Regions from separate parts of the Oryzias latipes genome. Here region 1 is linked to region 2. The links are chromatin contacts, called in public Hi-C maps. All regions are on one chromosome and are shown on one strand. Each heading gives the region's core, a stretch centred on a gene start, on an enhancer-like site or on the middle of the called end of the contact. The rest is flanking DNA. Distances are from core to core; before and after follow the strand shown. Region 1 holds the start of pim3 (serine/threonine-protein kinase pim-3). Region 2 has its middle 3.6 kb from the start of LOC111946949.

Region 1 (5,418 bases), core at 1,120-3,619, 68 kb after region 2:
GTTGTTGGGGGCATAGACAGCCTGCACATGTGTGCTCACACTCACCCTAAGGGTAGAAAACATTTGCATTAAGCATAGTGATGCACCGTATCGTGAATGCAGTAGATCACTGAAGGTAAGCCCACAGGCTGCATGCACATTTACATAACTTTGCAGGCCTATGCGGAGATAACATTCCCTGGAACTCTGTGATGCTTTTGTTTAGTTAGGGACTACACACACACACACACACACACACACACACACATACACACACACACTTTCTCTACACATCGGGTACCAAAGGTAGCCGTAAGATAAAGAGTGGAAAGTTCAACGACAGGCAAGGCCATGATAGACATTATGGGATGAGGCTGGAAAGTTCTCAAACAGAAGTGGAACAGCTGGCTCCTTGGATCCAGCTGTCAGCTAGATGTTTGTTTGTTTTTTTCCGTGTTCTTGCAAGTCGAATAAAATTGAAATGCCTTTAGTAAAAACGAATCTAGTTTTAATTATTGTTTATGATCTGACAGTTTCAGAAGATTTAGGTCATTTTTATAGATTTAGCAGTGGTACCCCAATCAAATTTGGGGGCACTGGGCTAAAAAATGTAAAGAGGCCCCCCCTAAGCTAGTGTTCTCTATCATAAAACAATCCAATATAACTTCAAACGAGGGTCATGCATTCCGTTAAGTCAAATTTAATAAATTTTTAGGATCACTTAGAGCAGAAATGAATGTTCTTTAAACAGCAGTCCTAGCTAAAGGTGCAGGGAACCTTAAACACAACCCGTCCACTGCTGGAAATGTATCTCTGTCCAATAATAAAAGGACTATGTTCACATGTTCCTCAATAACCAACTAATGTTAGAGCAGCTGTTACTGTTCTGTGATCAAATGTTACTTTGTGTTCTCGCAAGGTAAGCGAGATCTGGGGTTAAACTGACTTTCATTTTTGAGTAATGCAGACATTTCACAGACACTGTATTTTAACTCATAATACCTTTCAATATAAAATATTTTTAAAAATGATTGAGTTTAGATTTTTTTTCAAATTTAAGTCTTTTTTTGTTCAGAACCGATGTTTGTATAAATTTAAGCCTGGATACAATTAAAAAAGAGAGCTTGGAAGTTTGGAACCCCATCCAAAGCCTTTTTTGAAAATTTGAACATTGTCATTCATTCTAGTACTTGTGCATATGATGTTTATATGTAAGGTTTTATGAAAAGTTCAATTTAAGCATGCTAGGTACACTGCAAAACCAAGCCCAGTAGAATTAAGTAAAAAAAAAATCTTAAAATGTCTACATTTTTCTTTACATAAGCAAAATCTACCAATGTGGTAAAAACAACTGTATCACCAAAAATTCTATGTAAAATTAAAGTCATTGAGACATGATTCCTTGAACTTATTATTATTTTGCAATTGAAAAACTTTCTTAAGAAAATATTTTTTCTTGCAACTCAGAAAATAAGATTTTTTTTCCTTTAAACGAGGGTCTTTTCGTGTTCTTTAAATTTGAGTTATTGCAGTGTAGCGTGTTTAAAGTATAGTCTAAACATTAATGACCTTACAGTGCAAACTAGAACTCCAATGTGCGGAAAAAAAGCTGTTTCTCCTTAACAAAAATGTTTACTTAAATTAATACAGCAATTCCTTTTACCGTCTTTTTAGTTACTTTAAATATATTTACATATATGTTTTTACTGCTGCTAATTAATATCGTTTTATTTTTTTTCAATGCTCCAACAATTTGTATTTGTTTGATCAATAAAATGCCAACTAATGGCGGAAACAATATTAGCTAGTAATTTTGTCACTGTATAGTAAAAGGTTTGACAAATAGTAAACAAACTGTTCAAGGAAGTGAAGTGACATTGTGCTTCACAGCAACTTTAAAGAGATAATAATTAGTTGGAATGCCAATAAAAGCTGAACTTTACACTCAATCCATTTTGTCTGTAGCTGCAGAAAAACAGGGGAAAGGGGAAAGGGGGGTCTACAGGAGTTGCCGCCACGTGTGCTCAAACGCTTGCTTTACTGTGAAAGCGAGCTCCGGATTGGTCAGGAGACGGAGCACGTTATTTATAGAAACGATTTGATTGGCTGTCGCCGTTGAGTGCAGAGGGAACACAGCGCAAAGCTTCCAGACAAGGGATTCCTGAGCGTCTCGTACTATGAAAAAATAGTGCAGTGCTAAATTTATTATATCGCTGGAGAATTTGATTAAGAGTGTAATTTAATAATAGAATACGCTTATTGGTGGGACGGAGGGTGATATTTGTCAAAAACATAGACTGTAAGGTTGAAATTAGACGAAAGTGTCGGTTTGTATTGGTGGCGGAGGGATACAACGAGAGGGGTTGCGCGTCAAAATATTGGCTTGGGAAGACCGCGCCAAAGCTCAGACAGCGGCCACTCTCTGGGATAATAACATACCGTAGTGGCCATTTAAACGGCGAGTACTACAGCTGCATCGCGTTGAAGAGTTTACTTCTTTATTTTTTTTCTTACAAAAGCGGACCCTTTTTTATTTGCGCCGGAACAAAGTGGCCAGATTAATGCTGGTTGTCGGCTGAGCTGGCAGCGACTTCACGGTCGTGACACGACTTTGACGGGCGCGGTGCGGCGGAGTTGGCGCACTGCTGGACTGGATTTACTTCACTGCAGCCGCACCATTGCAGAAACTGCGCCTCTTCTTAAATTCTATCTTTATTTTTGTGTGGGAAAGATTCCTCTAGATAGTCACTCAAGAACCGTTTACAGTTGATTTTCCGCTCGAATATGCTGCTTACAAAGTTAGGTTCATTTTCGCACATTTGCAATCCTTCAAGTATGGACCATATTCCAGTGAAGATACTCCCGCCGGGTATGTTGCCTTCAATGACCGTCGTTTTTTTTAAGATGAAAGAAGCTCCTTAACGATTTTAATTAAATTAATATTTTTCCTTGCAGTTAAAGTGGAGAAGGAGCCCTTCGAGAGGGTTTACCAGGTGGGGTCGGTGCTGGGCAGCGGAGGGTTTGGGACGGTGTATGCCGGCAATCGGATCTCCGATGGCGCGCCGGTAAGGACATGGCGAACTTTGTGTTTTCATCCCCCCATGTGGTTCGGTCGACCTTAACAACGTGTGCTTTGTTGTTCCAGGTTGCTGTGAAACACGTCGCGAAGGAAAGGGTGACAGAGTGGGGTTCAATTGTAAGTCCCCGTGTGATTTGTTTTGGTCCCTGCCACCCCCGCGATTTGTCACCGGGGGGTCTCTTCTGTTACTTTAAAAATCTCAATTGTTGTCGCAGAACGGAGTCATGGTTCCGTTGGAGATCCTGCTGCTGAAGAAGGTCAGCTCGTCTTTTCGGGGAGTTATCAAACTGCTGGATTACTACGAGCGGCCGGACGGCTGGCTCATCGTCATGGAGAGGCCCGACCTGGTCAAGGACCTGTTCGACTTTATCACCGAGAAGGGAGCCCTGGACGAAGGCACGGCGCGCGGCTTTTTCCGCCAGGTTTTGGAGGCGGTCCGACACTGCTACAGCTGCGGCGTCGTCCACCGGGACATCAAAGACGAAAACCTGCTGGTGGATTTACGCACCGGGGAGCTCAAATTGATCGATTTTGGTTCAGGGGCCATTCTGAAGGACACGGTCTACACGGATTTTGACGGTGAGGAATCATTTTTATCCTTCTTGTTGGCTGTAGCGTTTATTGTTTTTATGGTCGTGGATATGCATTAAGCTAGGTGTCGCGCGTGCCCTTTCCTGCCGCGCTATATTGAGACGCGGAGGCGTTCACTGCCGCGTGACGCAGTGTTCTGTTTTTGGTGGAGGGTTTTCCTCGCCAAGTCTCCCGGTCTGTTGGTGAAAATATCACCGAGGTGACTCAGATTTTTCATGCAAAACAGAAATATGTGACTGTGCTGTTTATCTTTTGCTGTTTCCGGTCATTAGTTTGTCGCCGTCTGAGTCACGGTGCCACGTAACATCTGTTTGTTGTGAAACCCGAGCCGGCGGCTCACGTGATTGGCTCACGTTGGGATCTAAATTCCTCCTTTCATGAGGGAGGGGGGGTTACGAGACACAAAGGGTGGGGGCGCTTTATTTCTTTATTTGGCTTTTATGTGAAGGCTGAAAAGTGATGCATTCGCTGTCACTCAACCTCCCCGCTTTTTCCTCTTTTGTTTTCTTGCAGGTACAAGAGTTTACAGCCCACCTGAGTGGATCCGTTTCCATAGATACCACGGTCGCTCGGCAACAGTGTGGTCGCTAGGCGTGCTGCTGTACGACATGGTGTGTGGAGACATCCCCTTTGAGCAGGATGAGGAGATCCTCAGAGGAAAAGTCTACTTCAGGAGGAGGGTCTCACCTGGTAAGTCACAGGGTCTCAAACAGAGTGGCTCTGACGCCACCTAGCTGTAACCGGTGGTACTACACCAACCCCACTCTGCAGATTTTCTTAAATTAATTTTGGGTGACATAATAGTGATGTGTGACGCATTCTGTCACCTCCCTCAGAGTGCCAGCAGATCATCAAATGGTGCCTGGCGCTGCGACCCTCCGACCGGCCCACTCTGGACCAGATTTGCGACCACCCCTGGATGAGGATGGCGTCCGAATCGCCCAAGTCCTCAGAGGAGCCGGCGGCCGGAGAGATCCGCCTACGAACCATCGGCACAGACTCTTCGTCAAGCACAAGCTCGAGCAAGGAGAGCCTCTGAGCATAGCTCTGATGGACTGAAAGGACTTTCTGGGGGGGGTGAATCTGGGTATCACAGACTTTGGAGGCCAGCGGGCTGAGAGCGGCCCGGTTCTGCTGGCCGTGCAAGAATTTTCTTTTCCTCTTTTGTAGGGAATTTATAATTTATTACTGTTCTGTTCTAACCCCCCCCCCCCTTTTTTTTCATTTCAGTTAAATATACTTGTTTCCTGATGAGGAACATTTTTTGCTATTGGGGTGGTCTTACCAGCACTATTTACCCCCCCTCACCTTTTCACTAGGTTTTCTTTGTTACTAGGCTGGTAAACGGCTGGCAAGGCCCTCCTACGCAGACATGGCTGCTCTCATAGAGCTTGTAGAAGAGTTATTTAAATGTTTTATTTTTGATTTTTGGAGTGCCTTTTTTTCTTTTAACTAGAAAGCTGCTTTTCTTGGGGGTGGGGGGTGGGCTCTTTTCTGTTGTGACGGGCAGGTGTCGCCATTTATATATACATTTTTTCTTTCTTTTCATTTTTAAATCTCCGTTGTTACACACAAATCACCCACTGGCCCAGAGGCGCCGCCAGGGGAGGCGGAGCCTCTTCCTTTAAAGGCGGAATACTTGAAATCGACTCGACGCTGCTCCTTCACTCGAAAAGCCTGAACAGCTGTTCAGAAACTGGATCTTCTGTTCTGAATGTCTGCGACCTGTTGGTGACGCGCCGCTCCACACCCACCCCGCTCAGCTGTTG
Region 2 (5,710 bases), core at 1,351-3,850:
TTTTCCTTATCCTCGTCAGTCCCCACATATATAAACACATTTAAAAAATGTGTTAATAACTTATTACTACGGTTAGAACTTACTCATTTTTTATGTAATATCAACAGCGTTTGTTTTTAGCATTCGGCGCTAATTCGCGCTAGCGTTAGCTTTAGCATTACCGAAATTGATGAGCTTCAAAACAATGTAGATAGTCGATTGAGGAATATAACCTATTAAACACATCATCTTACGTATTTACAAATATATTTTACAACAGATACTTGATACTTTTAAATATACTTACAATTTTAAGTCCTCTTTCTTGCGCAACCGTCCGCCATCTTCGAATCATTCAAGCGCAGTGTGGGTCACACGCAATGCATTCTGGTATGAATGCAGTGCATTCTGGGCAATATTCGCCGATCGAGTGAGCATCGATCCACACTGGTTTTTCGAAGAGAATTCTGGGAAATTTCTAGTGCACATGATTTTTGAACTGTAGATTCGGACAGCACTACAAAATGGCGACCGCACTATATAGTGCACTATATATGGGTTAGGGCGGTAATTCGGACACAGCCTTTTTCTTTATTGTGGCTGTTTATAGTGGCTTCCTTCCTGGGCGTGGCCAGCCAATCAACAGGAGCCCATAAAAGGGAAGGAGCTTCAGTGTGAAGCAGGATGAGTGTGTGTGAGCTGAGCAGCCAAGGTGTGTGAGCTGATAATTAAAAACCTGTTCCTGAACTTTAAGGTCATCTGCCTCCTATGTTAACCAGGCCACTCTAGTCACACCAAATGGTGACAGGGACTAAAAAGCACACAGGCCAGAACAGTCGAGTGCAGCATTTATTCGTTCTGATGGAAATTCGTCACGGCTCATGCTCACTGAACCACTGTCAAGTTACAGTCCACTGATGCACCAGCTCGATTACAGCTGCCATGAGAGCGCTTGAGAGCCACATGGACGACCCAACTGGTATTCCGTTGTCTGAGAGTGAGCCAATTCAAACTCTTTCTTACGTCGGAAAATCGTGATGCTGAATTAGCAGGAAGCCGGTTGAGATGTTGCTTTTGGGCCAAATTTAAATATGATTGAGTTTTTTTTGCCAAATGGCAAGACATTCCCACAAACTTCCACATGACAAAGTAACTGTCTTTAGTGGGGGCATGCACACCCACACACTGGATAATACGTCTGTGTCGTATTTGATACCCTTCTGCATGGCATCAAGGGCTCAGGTAGCCTGATGCTATAATCATGCTGGGCTTGAAAACGTGCGTTTAGGCAACCACTTCCAATGAAATATCCATGTCAAAGGCTTCCGCGTTCGAAACTCTCCCGTTCACACGCCACTACGTACGTTTTGAAGTCCATATTTGTGCTCTGCGAATACAAAATGCCCCCAAGTTAAACTAGTTGACTAGTTTGACTATTCAGGGACTCCGATTTGGTGGGTTCATATCCTTTTCCAAACATGGGAGTACCAACCGTTGATCACGAAGGAGAACTTAATACTGCAGATTTTATCCTGTCGGAATCGTATGACACCAAGTCTTTTGTTTATCAGAATAGAGCGGTGAAAGAAAAACCCTGGAGCGAGATTCACGATATTTGGACCGCTTTGACATTTCGCACCAAGCGTCTTCCAAATGTAGGTACATGCGTTAGTATGGCGACAGTTCAGTAGGAACTCTGTATGCCTAATATGAGTAAAAAAACCTACAAATGCCTGGTGTGCTCGAAGCATTGGGGTGCAGCGATTCCTGTCATGATGTCTCAAAGAACCTGGTGCTGAATTATTGGTAGTTTTTTTTGATTATTTGTGTGTTTTTTTGGGGGGGGAGGAAACGTCAAATCTGTTCAGAAGCTCCCATCTTTAATTGAACTGAGCGGACAGCTGTAGTCCTGGTGTGTCGACCACAGTGTGTGTGTGTGTGTGTGAGAGCTGCTGACACATTCGCAGAGTTGTTACTGCCGGTGGTTGTAGTCCTCCGTCTCAGACGCACAGCGGAGGGGAGGGCGAGGAAGGAGAACACAAGAGAGGCGAGGATGGAAGGAGGATATGATCCGATGTGAAAAGGGGTGGAGAGGGAAACCACAGAGAGGAAAAAGAAGAAGAAGAAGAAGAAGGGGGGGAAAGGGAATGACAGACAGACAGACAGACAGTGGGTGGGTGTGGAGGAAGCCAGGATGGAGTCAGAGCTGACAGGGTGGTGTGACATTTTTCTGCGAAGGACAAATCGTTCCCTAAAAAAAAAAAAAAAAAACTAAAAAGAAAAAACAAAGATGTGGAGAAAGGGAGGACAGAGTGACACTGCGGCACAGACTGCGGCAATTTCAAAACCCCTTTTTTCCGGCCAATTTTATCGCCAGGACTCAATCAAAGATCGCCTAATTGGCTCAAGTGTTTGGACAAAAACCGGCACACGCCGCGTATCCCCTCCTAAAACCATCATATGTGCGGGATTTGTACAGACGAGATTAAATCATCGCCATCTGTCCCCCCACCATATCTCGGTTAATCTCTCATTTTCATTCACTGAGTCCTCATTATGTGAAACCGTGGCGACGTAAGGAGGCTGTTATCCAATTTCCACTGGTTTACTAACCTCTTTCCCAGCTGAACCGCTGCTGCTCACTGTCTCCTCCCATCTCCCTCCGCTTCAGCGGAGGCTTTTTAAGGACACGGCGTACCCAGTGCCCTCTCCTGCCTCCTCCTCCTCCTCCTCCTCCTCTGCTCCACTTTCTCCCATCCTCCCCTTACCTACATTACAGCAGGTCCTTTCTATTGTGTCTGCCACATTTTTTTTTTTTTGTTGTTGTTGTAGCTGCTCTGCATTCCTAACATTCCATTCTCCAACATCTGGGCTCCAGAAAACTTGGAGTGGAGAGTTTTTCCCTGCTTCCTTTCAGGAGGATTCAAAAGCAGAGGTGGGGGGTGGCGAGTAAGTGGGAGAAATTTGACAATTGCACAAGGGTGTGGAAAAAAGGTGCGTCTTCAGAAAGGTGTGTGTGGATTCCTGCAGTGCAATGGGCGCTCAGGTGCACCCCGTCGGGATAAATCAGGCCCTGGCCTCATGCAGCTGTATGCTTAGCCATGGCTCTTGGCACCGGCTGGTATTTGGCATCTTCTTGACAGAAGAACCCAGGAGAGGGGTCAGCAGAAATGCAACGCAGATGGGGGAGGTGAGGAGGGACAGTCTGTGAGCAGAAATGGGGATAAAAGTGGAATTCAGATGGGTGGGGGTGGTGGCGGTGGGGGCAGTGAGTGCACTTTTTTTTTGATCTGGCCCACTGTTGTACCGCATGAACCAGTAGGATCAAACCTAAAACCAGTGAGTTGGGATTCTGACTGTCCACGAACAATAGGAGAGTTATGGAAATATTTAAAGCAAGTCTTTAATAAAAAAAGAAAAAAAAAAAGACAGTAATACTAGTGAATTTTTCCATTTTGGGAACACAACATAAACTAGAAGGAGCTTCCCGGAGAAAATGCAGGGTTGAATGCTATATTGTTGAATGAAAATGAAAAGGGTAGTAATTGGCAAAAAAACTTGAAAAATTAAATAAAGAAATTATGAAAGTTGACCATAAATAAAGTGAAAACAGCACAATGACAAAAAAATATATTTTTATGAAAAATGCCAGTGCCGGGTATCGAACCAGTGAGCTTCTGTACCGAGGATTCCTCTTGTATTTCAACGAAGACAGAAATCCTGGAGAATCCGGGGATATCTTGAAAAATTCAAGGATCTGAAGGACCAAAAGTCATAGCTGGAAAAAGCGAAACATTTTAATGGTTGAATAGTTAAATTCAACCATGAAAACTTGTAGGAGTTACACTGCAAAAAAAAATGGCGGAAGATACCATAAAAAAAATAGAGAGACAGGAAATCAATGGGTTGAAAGCTTTATAACATTCAACCAAATATAGTTTTTCTACTTGGTGCAGACCTAGGTGTTAAAAAAGTACCTCATCAGAACGGAAAAATGTTATTAAGACTCAAATTTAGGCAAAATGGCAGTGTCACGACAGGTCAAAGAAAGTGAGTTATTTTGGTGTCAGTGGTGACATCACTGGTGTTAAAGGGTTAAAAAGCTAACGTGCGAATAAGGAGGTTAGGGAGTTGATCCTTCAATGACTATACTCTAAATGAGTTGAAAAACGCCCAACATGCTACTTCATTCAAGTTATCAGACATGCTGTTGCCAAATAAAAAAAAGGTTTGTAAAACTTAAGAGGTAATTTGTTCTACATTGTTAAGCACAAGAATATAAAAAGGATAAATGAAGCAACAACGTAGCGACAAACTGTTCTACACATGAACATGCCCCAACTCCGATGCTCTTGATATTGTTTCATACTGTGGTATTTATTCCACAGATGTGTGGTGGATTCAAGCCTAAAGCAAGATATGTTTGGTGACGACACTGAAGGAAAGCTGCAGGGCTCGCTAGACTATTGACAAAACCTTGCAGCCTCCAACGAACTGTTTTCTTTGACGTTATTCGTTTATTTTTTGTTTGTGTTTGCATTCATTTAAGCCTGCAATCAATTGTATTGTAGATACAGACTACTTTTTAATTGTTGGGATTGTTACAACCAAAGACTCCAATCCAATCTTTCTAATTTTGAAGCAACTTTTAAAATAGCTGTTTGCTGGATTGATTTGTTTTTTCCTTTTGCAAATGTTGCTTGGAGGCATGTTAACGCTGGGAGTGGGGTCATCTGGACCCCACAAGATAGCACAAGGGCTAAAGCAGTTATTTGATCATGCATACACACTTGTGAGATTAGTCGAGAACTGATGGGTTAATCCAACACCTTTAGATGTTTCCTTTTATTAGCCAGGCCTGAGGGCTAAGCAGCTATCAAAACGCTCCCAAAACCAAGTCAAAGTTGGGTAAATGTTGCACAAGAAATCAGGAAAATGGACGGACGAAAGTGAAAAAATTTGGTAACATAATGATTTGGGGTTGTAGCGATCAATTTGAACAAAGATTCGATTCATATAATATAATTCTTGATTGACGATGTGATTCATAGTCAATTTTGGTTCCTTTTTTAACGATCTTATTCACTAACTTAAAATCAACCTAGGACATCTTTAGCCTCAATCCAAATGGTATTTTTCCAGTATTGATTATTAATTTCATTTTGAAAAAATATCATGAGGTCATAGGTCGAATCGGTTAACAACCTGCCTCAGACAGATCGATATGGTTGGATTATAGGATTATAAATCGATTAATCGTTACACTGATTGAATTGACTGATGCTTTATTCATCCGGGGGTTGACCCGTACGGCGGCTGAGCGTTTTTGGGTTGTCCAGGTTTAAAGACCGTAAAAAGGTGCACAATCTTAACCCTTGTGCTATCTTGTAGGGTCAAAATGACCCCACCCTTCCATTGACGTGTTCTCCCTACCATGACAAAGGTGGATAAAGGTGGAGACGATTTCATGTAATCCATGGACACCAGTGAAAATCACAAATCATTGAAGAAAAATTGTTCAGAGCACTGTCTAGTGGGTCTAGATGACCCCACTACCAACGTTTAAGTGCCTTGGACAGCACAAGGGTTAAGGGGAGTACAAGTGTATGTTGCAATTACTTTTAGGCTTGTTCGGCCACCTCAAGAGATGTCACAAAAATGGAACATGCAATTTTCGCGCATGTAGTAAGTGTATCGCAAAATATTTACACACACTTATGATGTACGTGTG

The links. A called contact is a pair of places that touch in the nucleus more often than the background predicts.
Region 1: a contact with region 2 is called in a Hi-C map of embryo, with 1.8 times the contacts expected there. The contact joins the promoter of pim3 here to the enhancer-like site in region 2. A contact is called at or near these places in 2 of 5 Hi-C or Micro-C datasets (embryo and fibroblasts).

The regions. Positions count from the first base shown.
Region 1 is chr23:7,255,995-7,261,412 of ASM223467v1, forward strand. It overlaps pim3 (serine/threonine-protein kinase pim-3), which reads left to right and starts at 2,370. Exons shown (of 6, transcript XM_004082907.4): 1 at 2,370-2,848; 2 at 2,935-3,044; 3 at 3,125-3,175; 4 at 3,274-3,637; 5 at 4,163-4,339; 6 at 4,486-5,418. The coding sequence starts at 2,764. The coding sequence ends at 4,688.
Region 2 is chr23:7,187,846-7,193,555 of ASM223467v1, forward strand. No RefSeq gene overlaps it. Among protein-coding and RNA genes, the nearest start is that of LOC111946949, 3.6 kb to the left of the region's middle. Within about 2 kb of position 2,601, at least 1 of the 8 cell types and tissues checked has an H3K27ac peak or open chromatin away from gene starts, as enhancers often do.